Regions from separate parts of the Mus musculus genome. Here region 2 is linked to region 1. A link is a contact called in public ChIA-PET data. All regions are on one chromosome and are shown on one strand. Each heading gives the region's core, a stretch centred on a gene start, on an enhancer-like site or on the middle of the called end of the contact. The rest is flanking DNA. Distances are from core to core; before and after follow the strand shown. Region 1 holds the start of Gbp7 (guanylate binding protein 7). Region 2 overlaps Pdlim5 (PDZ and LIM domain 5).

Region 1 (3,090 bases), core at 170-2,669:
TATGATTCTTTTCCAGTGGCTAATTTCCCTGAAAATACATCCTCGTGAATAAATACTTCTGTGGGCAAATCTCTGATGGTGCATTCTCTCTTAAAACAACCATAAGTATTGAAGGCTATTGTGCCTCCTTTTCACTTGTCTTGGAGGTCATGCACACATGCTAAATGAATGCTCAGGAAGACTATAAACTGCCCAGTGGATCAGGGAATAAACACCAGATCCTATTACCAAAACTTCCCTGATAGAACCAACTTCCGCAATTCACCTTTTCTACACTGATAAATATCCTAATTGGGAAATACCAACTCTCAATTGATTAGTGGCATGTCATGATATAATGTATAAGGGGCACTCTGGGTGCTGTTTGTCCTCTGGTGGCATCTTAAAAACTGTAGGTGTTTCTTTACTTAGCATCAATTTAGAGTAGGTGTCGAATGGGAAACGTAAGCTCACCTTAATTCTGTGAAAGACAACAGTACCTTAATGACCAGTTCTATCTATATTAGGAAAATATTGATAGGCATGTTATTTCTCTTCTCTCTGCTCTCGTGCAGGTCTGGGTTACTGTCCCAACTAAGAAGCTTAAAATTCACAGTAAATAAGTAGAACTACATAGCTGCGATTGGTCATGTAAATTATCCATGGTCTCCAAAGGTGGCTCGAGCCACAGGGAAGACAGTAAAAAACTGCCTCCTCCGGAGATTTTTCACAAGCTCCAAAACTGGTCTGAAACCTTAGATGGACGACTTTGAAACAGTTCACAATACATGAAGGGGTTCAGGCTTTCCTGCTGTTTCTAACTTTTGACTGAGTACCCCATTGCAGAGCGCGAGAGTGCACTGGTAGCACAGCGGTGCACGGGGCGGGCGCAATTGGAAATTCTGTCTGACTCAACAAGGGAAGGCTATGTTTTCTGTTTCTTCAAGCCGAGCTGAGCTCACAGCGGCGGGAGTACCTGAGGACTATGGTAGATGAGGATTCTGGGGTTATGCCCTCTTACTTGGAAACAATGCAGGGGAATGGGTAGCCTGCGGGAGTGGGTAGCCCTGGGCTGATATTCCCGTAGGAACCGCTCACCACCCCACCCCATCCCCCACCATGCCTGGCTGTGGTGGCTGCTCGAGAGTGGTCGCACTTCCCACACTGAGCAACGCTGTCCACCCACCCTGAGGCCACCAAGCCGTCTCTGATCGCGGTCGTCCACCCTCCGGTGTCATCTTGCACCAAATGTGGAGTTTATGGCCTGGGACCTCGGGACCTCCCTGAAGCTCCTTAGGAGATGTGTACATTGGGTATGGAGTCTCAGGGAACTCACCAGCCTGCACCGGATTCTCTGCTACCTGGATTCAGCACCTTTAGGCTTGCTGCTGCGCCCGCCCCGATTCCTCCTGAAAGCTCTCTATTCTTAAACTCCAGAGTGAAACCGGATATTGCCTGCACTTAGTTGTGGGGATGGAGAACTGAAACTGAAACTGCACACACAGGCTTGTGCTGACTTTCTGAGAAGCTTCTGCTTTTCCTGGAAAGAAAACGGAATCTGTGGGGAACAAGTCCATAGTCTTCCCTGCCAGATGGGCGGCGGATGAAAACAAGTCGCTGATTCTCTAAATACTGACTTCTATTGGGAAATACAGAATGCTGCAACAGAAATGTGCCAGCTCCTGCCACTGGCTTATTCCAAGAGGTTGACACCAACGAGACGTTTTTACCTTAAAAAACGCGCAACTCGTGCATGATAGTAATACTGTACATATTAAAAAGGTAATGGGTTGTTTCTGTGCATTGGATACCTCATGTGATATATGATGCAGACTGGGTTAACATAGCTATCTCTTCAAACTGTTAACACTTCTTTTTTGAGATGTATGCCACAGTCACCATCATTTATCTTGCTGTGCAGCAGCACATATGAAAGTCTGGCTTCTCCCTTTTTCATGTCCCCTACGGGTTAGCTTGCTATGCCTTCTACTATATGGAGGTTTTTTTTTTTTTTGTTTTTTTTTTTTTTTTTGGCAAAACCGAAATGAATTACAACAGGTGTTTTGGGAAAGAAAGAAAAAAAGCTTTGTCTTAAGTGACTGTCCAGATGTCTGGTAACATACAACAGACTAAGCTGTCATCTTTGTTTGGTTAAATGTCTTGGTGCATTTTAAATTCACAAATATTCATGTCAGGGTGATTCTGTGATTGGAATGTAACCTCGTGTTGTGTTAAGGAACATCTACATACAGACCAGACTAGTGAAGTATCCATGTCTGATGCTTTCTTACAGGCCCCTCGGAATCATCTTTCTGAGCTAGGGAGGAGGTGGGGCTTGGTCAGGCCTGAGAACCATCATGTAGTGTGTCCTCAGGTTATCCTTCAGGTGGGAACATCAATTTGATTCCCATCTGTTAGTTTGACTGAGGTAAATTTCTCCCATAGAACAAAGTTAAGTGTGAACTCTGTGGAATAGCAGTTGTCAGACTCAAGGCTAGGACACGAATGCACTTCATTGCAGTAACGCTGGATGAACTAGGCATGTCTGGAGTCAGGGCACGGGGCAGACACTTAAGTGTTAAAGCTTTCACAACCCTCTCTTTTATGTTGCTTTTTAAAAGACATAATGGATCTATTTCAGATGGACCTGCTGTGAGGATTTGTATATGCTCAGCCTAGAAAGTGGCACTATTAGAAGGTGTGGCCCTGTTCAAGTAGGTGTGGCCTTTTTGGAGTGGGTGTGTCACTTTGGGTGTGGGCTTTAAGACCCTCATCCTATCTCCCTGGAAGTCAGTATTCTGCTAGCAGCCTTCAGATGAAGATGTAGAATTCTCAGCTCTGCCTGTACCATGCCTGCCTAGATGCTACCATACTCCCACCTTCATGATAGTGGACTGAACATCTGAACCTGCAAGCCAGCCCCATTTAAATGTTGTCCTTTATAAGAGTTGCGTTGGTCATGGTGTCTGTTCACAGTAACAAAACCCTAACTAAGACACCTGGAGCACAATGAGACCTCCCTGAAATCATCAGGAATAATGACCCAACATGTGGGAAATGCTGTAATAATGGGAGTTCAAGGATAGACTCGAGATGGATCTGAAACTCCAA
Region 2 (3,090 bases), core at 210-2,709, 250 kb after region 1:
AGACTTTAGAGTTTATAGCTTTCAGTTGTCGCTGAGGCTGAGTCAGGTAGAAATTAAATTTCTGATGATGCTATCGTATTCCACAACATTGGTGAATTAAAGCCTAATTATTCCGTGAAACAGCCCTTCTATGTGCCTTGCTTCTATACTATTTCACATTTATAGGTGTAATGCTTGCTTTTTTTTTTTTTTTTTTTTTGGTTTTTGGTTTTTGGTTTTTAGTTTTTCGAGACAGGATTCCTCTGTATAGCCCTGGCTGTCCTGGAACTCACTTTGTAGATCAGGCTGGCCTTAAACTCAGAAATCTGCCTGCCTCTGCCTCCCAAGTGCTGGGACTAAAGGCGTGCGCCACCACGCCTGGCTTAAATGCTTTTGAAAGCTAGCCTTGCATGACTGTAATAAAAATTTCCTTAGTTGTTTTTGTATTTGAGAAAAGGTCTCTCTGCATAGCCCTAGCTGTCCAAGGAACTCACTTTGTACACCAGACTGTTTTAAATCAAACTCACAGAAAGGAAGATCGGCCTGACTCTGTCTCTCAAGTACTGGGATTAAAGGTGTGTGCCATCCGGCCAAGCCAAACAATACAATGAAATCTCGGTGCTTCTATTCACCCTCCCCACTGCTTTGCTTTGTCTTTGTCTCCCTCCTCCCCATCTCTTTCTCACTCCTAAAGGAGATGTCTCAGACCGTAGACTGAAAGCGGGCATTCTTTTGTGGACACTGCAAGTTGTCACTGACGCTCCTCTCTGAATGCTTGCCAGGCTCTTCGGCCCTGAAAACTCCCAGTCTCTTCTGGATGCACTGTGCATCAGCACTGTCCCCAAGCCTCTAGCTCTTTCCTGTCTTCAGTCCTCTGAGGAGTCGAGTGGCTCTGTCCACGTTAAGAAGAGCAGGTACTATGGAGGGACCATGGCTTGTGGAAGGTTGTTTCCTCTAACAGCACACTATGATGTAACAGGCCAGATGCAAAGGTTGCAGGACTGATGTAAGCTGTGTTGAATTAGCTGCACTTTCAATGCAGTGCCCAAGCCCATGCATGCTCTCTCATTGGCCTGTCGCTCACCTTCTAATCCATTACGATGTCTTTAATAGCACTCTTGATGTTTGGTATGAGGTCATGAATAATTTTGCCAATATTTAAACTGTAGTGGAATCTGGGCTTTTATTACATGGCTACAGCTGCAGTACCATAGTCAAATGATTAATAATCCATGCATTTTTAAAAGATGGAAAGCAATATAATTATTATGGCTGACTACTATCTTATAGTCCATATGCATGAGAATTTTACTTGAAAAGTTATTTAATTTTTACTGTATGTGCTAAATGCATGTGTTCAGCTTTATATTGCTGTGATAATATACATGGGATAAGCAGTTTGTGCAGAGGTAAGGATTGTTGTGGCTTGTGGTTTGGGGTTTCGGTGTGTGGTTGCCTGGCTCCATTGCTTTTGTGCCTGTGATCAGGACCATGTGTTAGAGCTGAGCTGTTTAACCTCACAGTGGCAGGAAAGGGGAGGGGCTGGGTCCCCATGCTATCTGTAAGGGCACACTGCTTATCACCTGACTGCCTCCCAATGGTGCTCACCTCCTCAAGGGTACACCACTTCCCATAGTGCCACAGGCAACCACTTAAGCTTTTCCAGAGCCAAACTATAGAAAATCAGAAATAATTACAGAAAATTAATGGTTAACCCAGAAGTTACTAAGCATAATACAGAGATAAAAATAGCCCAGGGTTGGCTAAATGTGTAATCTCAGTGAGTCAGGCAGAGAACATATGTTGTGTCAAATGTAAAATCAGTAGCAAAGTAAACGTCTACCACTGTAGCTAGTGGTGGTCGGCTATAACGAGCTGTCAGTCTCTGGCTACCCAGCATTACAGAGCTTCTCATTATGCTACACTGCAGTTCTACAGTAGTTAGTAAAGTGTTTAAGTTGGTGTCAGGGAGAGCAGACCATTTCTAAGGGAAAACACTGAAGTTGTTTAAATTTTAGGTTCTTGAGTCTAGTTGGACCACACTTTAAGAACTGGATGGGATGTTATGTGACTCTACTCCTTCAGAGTTCCTTGGTCATCATCACATAGGTAATACCTGCAGCTCCAGCCTGAAAGAAGCTCTCTGGGAACCCTGTGAGAGGGAACATTAGTAGTCCGTGCTTTGCCTTTTATCAGCGGCGATACACAAAGCACATATTTTGATATTTGAGACAGGGTGTAGAGTTAGGAGCATGACTCAGTGGAATGCTTGTCTAAGAGCTGAGGATCTGGGTTCTGTTTCTATCACTGGAAAAATAACCATAATGTACATAAGTACACATGACTTAGATTTTTATAGCTTCTTTATAGTGTGCCTCAGATCCTTAATGTTTGAAAAGTAAGTTTAAAATTTAAGTATTAGGTGTTAGTGGGGAGAGAATTTATATAAACCCTTGTATAAAAAAATACAACCTAAATTAAAACATGTTAGCTTACAATAATCTTCATAGGACTTTTAACTTAATTTAAATAATTGTAATTTAAAATTGTACCTCAGATTAAAATCCAGAACTGAAACTATACTTATAAGTAAATTGTTACATGAAGTATTAATTTAGTAACCATATTCACTAACAATATCATTACCATTAAACTACACACTTAGAACATAGATACAATTATCAGTGCCATTTTCAACACTTAACTCAGTGTTGAGGATTGTACAAGTACTTTAGTTCATGCTTGTTATAACCCTGGAAGAAAGGCAATATATTTGTACTGTTTGAAGATAAAGAACTTTACTAAGGTTAAGTAATATACTCCTAGCATGGCAGAGTTCCCATCCTTAAGTAATCTTAATGTAGTGAAGACAAGGTACATATAAAACTTACAGTTTTTAAAACAGCCATCACAAGTGAATGTACATTTATATGCCAGATATTAAATAAATGATAATAAATAGATAAGTTAATTACAAGTAGTTAATTTGTAACAGCTTGAGGAGTTAAATATAGAATAGTGTTAAAAATAGAATAACTGCCTATGGTAGAGCACAGCACTAAGTGGGTACTTTTAGTTCTTCTGTTAAGCACAGGTAGAACTCGGATGCTT

Evidence for each region. ChIA-PET counts read pairs in DNA pulled down with a chosen protein or histone mark.
Region 2: an RNA polymerase II ChIA-PET map of memory CD8 T cells shows a contact between it and region 1, with 19 read pairs. The contact joins the enhancer-like site here to the promoter of Gbp7 in region 1. A contact is called at or near these places in 9 of 39 promoter capture datasets (the 3T3-L1 cell line, the C10 cell line, liver and 4 more), 2 of 484 Hi-C or Micro-C datasets (the 63-12 cell line and gonadal supporting cells) and 1 of 115 datasets of contacts at active chromatin or transcription factors (memory CD8 T cells).

The regions. Positions count from the first base shown.
Region 1 is chr3:142,528,665-142,531,754 of GRCm38.p6, reverse strand. It overlaps Gbp7 (guanylate binding protein 7), which reads right to left and starts at 1,419. Exons shown (of 11, transcript NM_001083312.2): 1 at 1,316-1,419.
Region 2 is chr3:142,279,655-142,282,744 of GRCm38.p6, reverse strand. The region is part of intron 7 of Pdlim5 (PDZ and LIM domain 5); the gene reads left to right. Among named protein-coding and RNA genes, the nearest start is that of Bmpr1b, 110 kb to the right of the region's middle. Within about 2 kb of position 1,459, at least 80 of the 459 cell types and tissues checked have an H3K27ac peak or open chromatin away from gene starts, as enhancers often do. A contact at or near this core is called in memory CD8 T cells and second pharyngeal arch cranial neural crest, where this site is marked.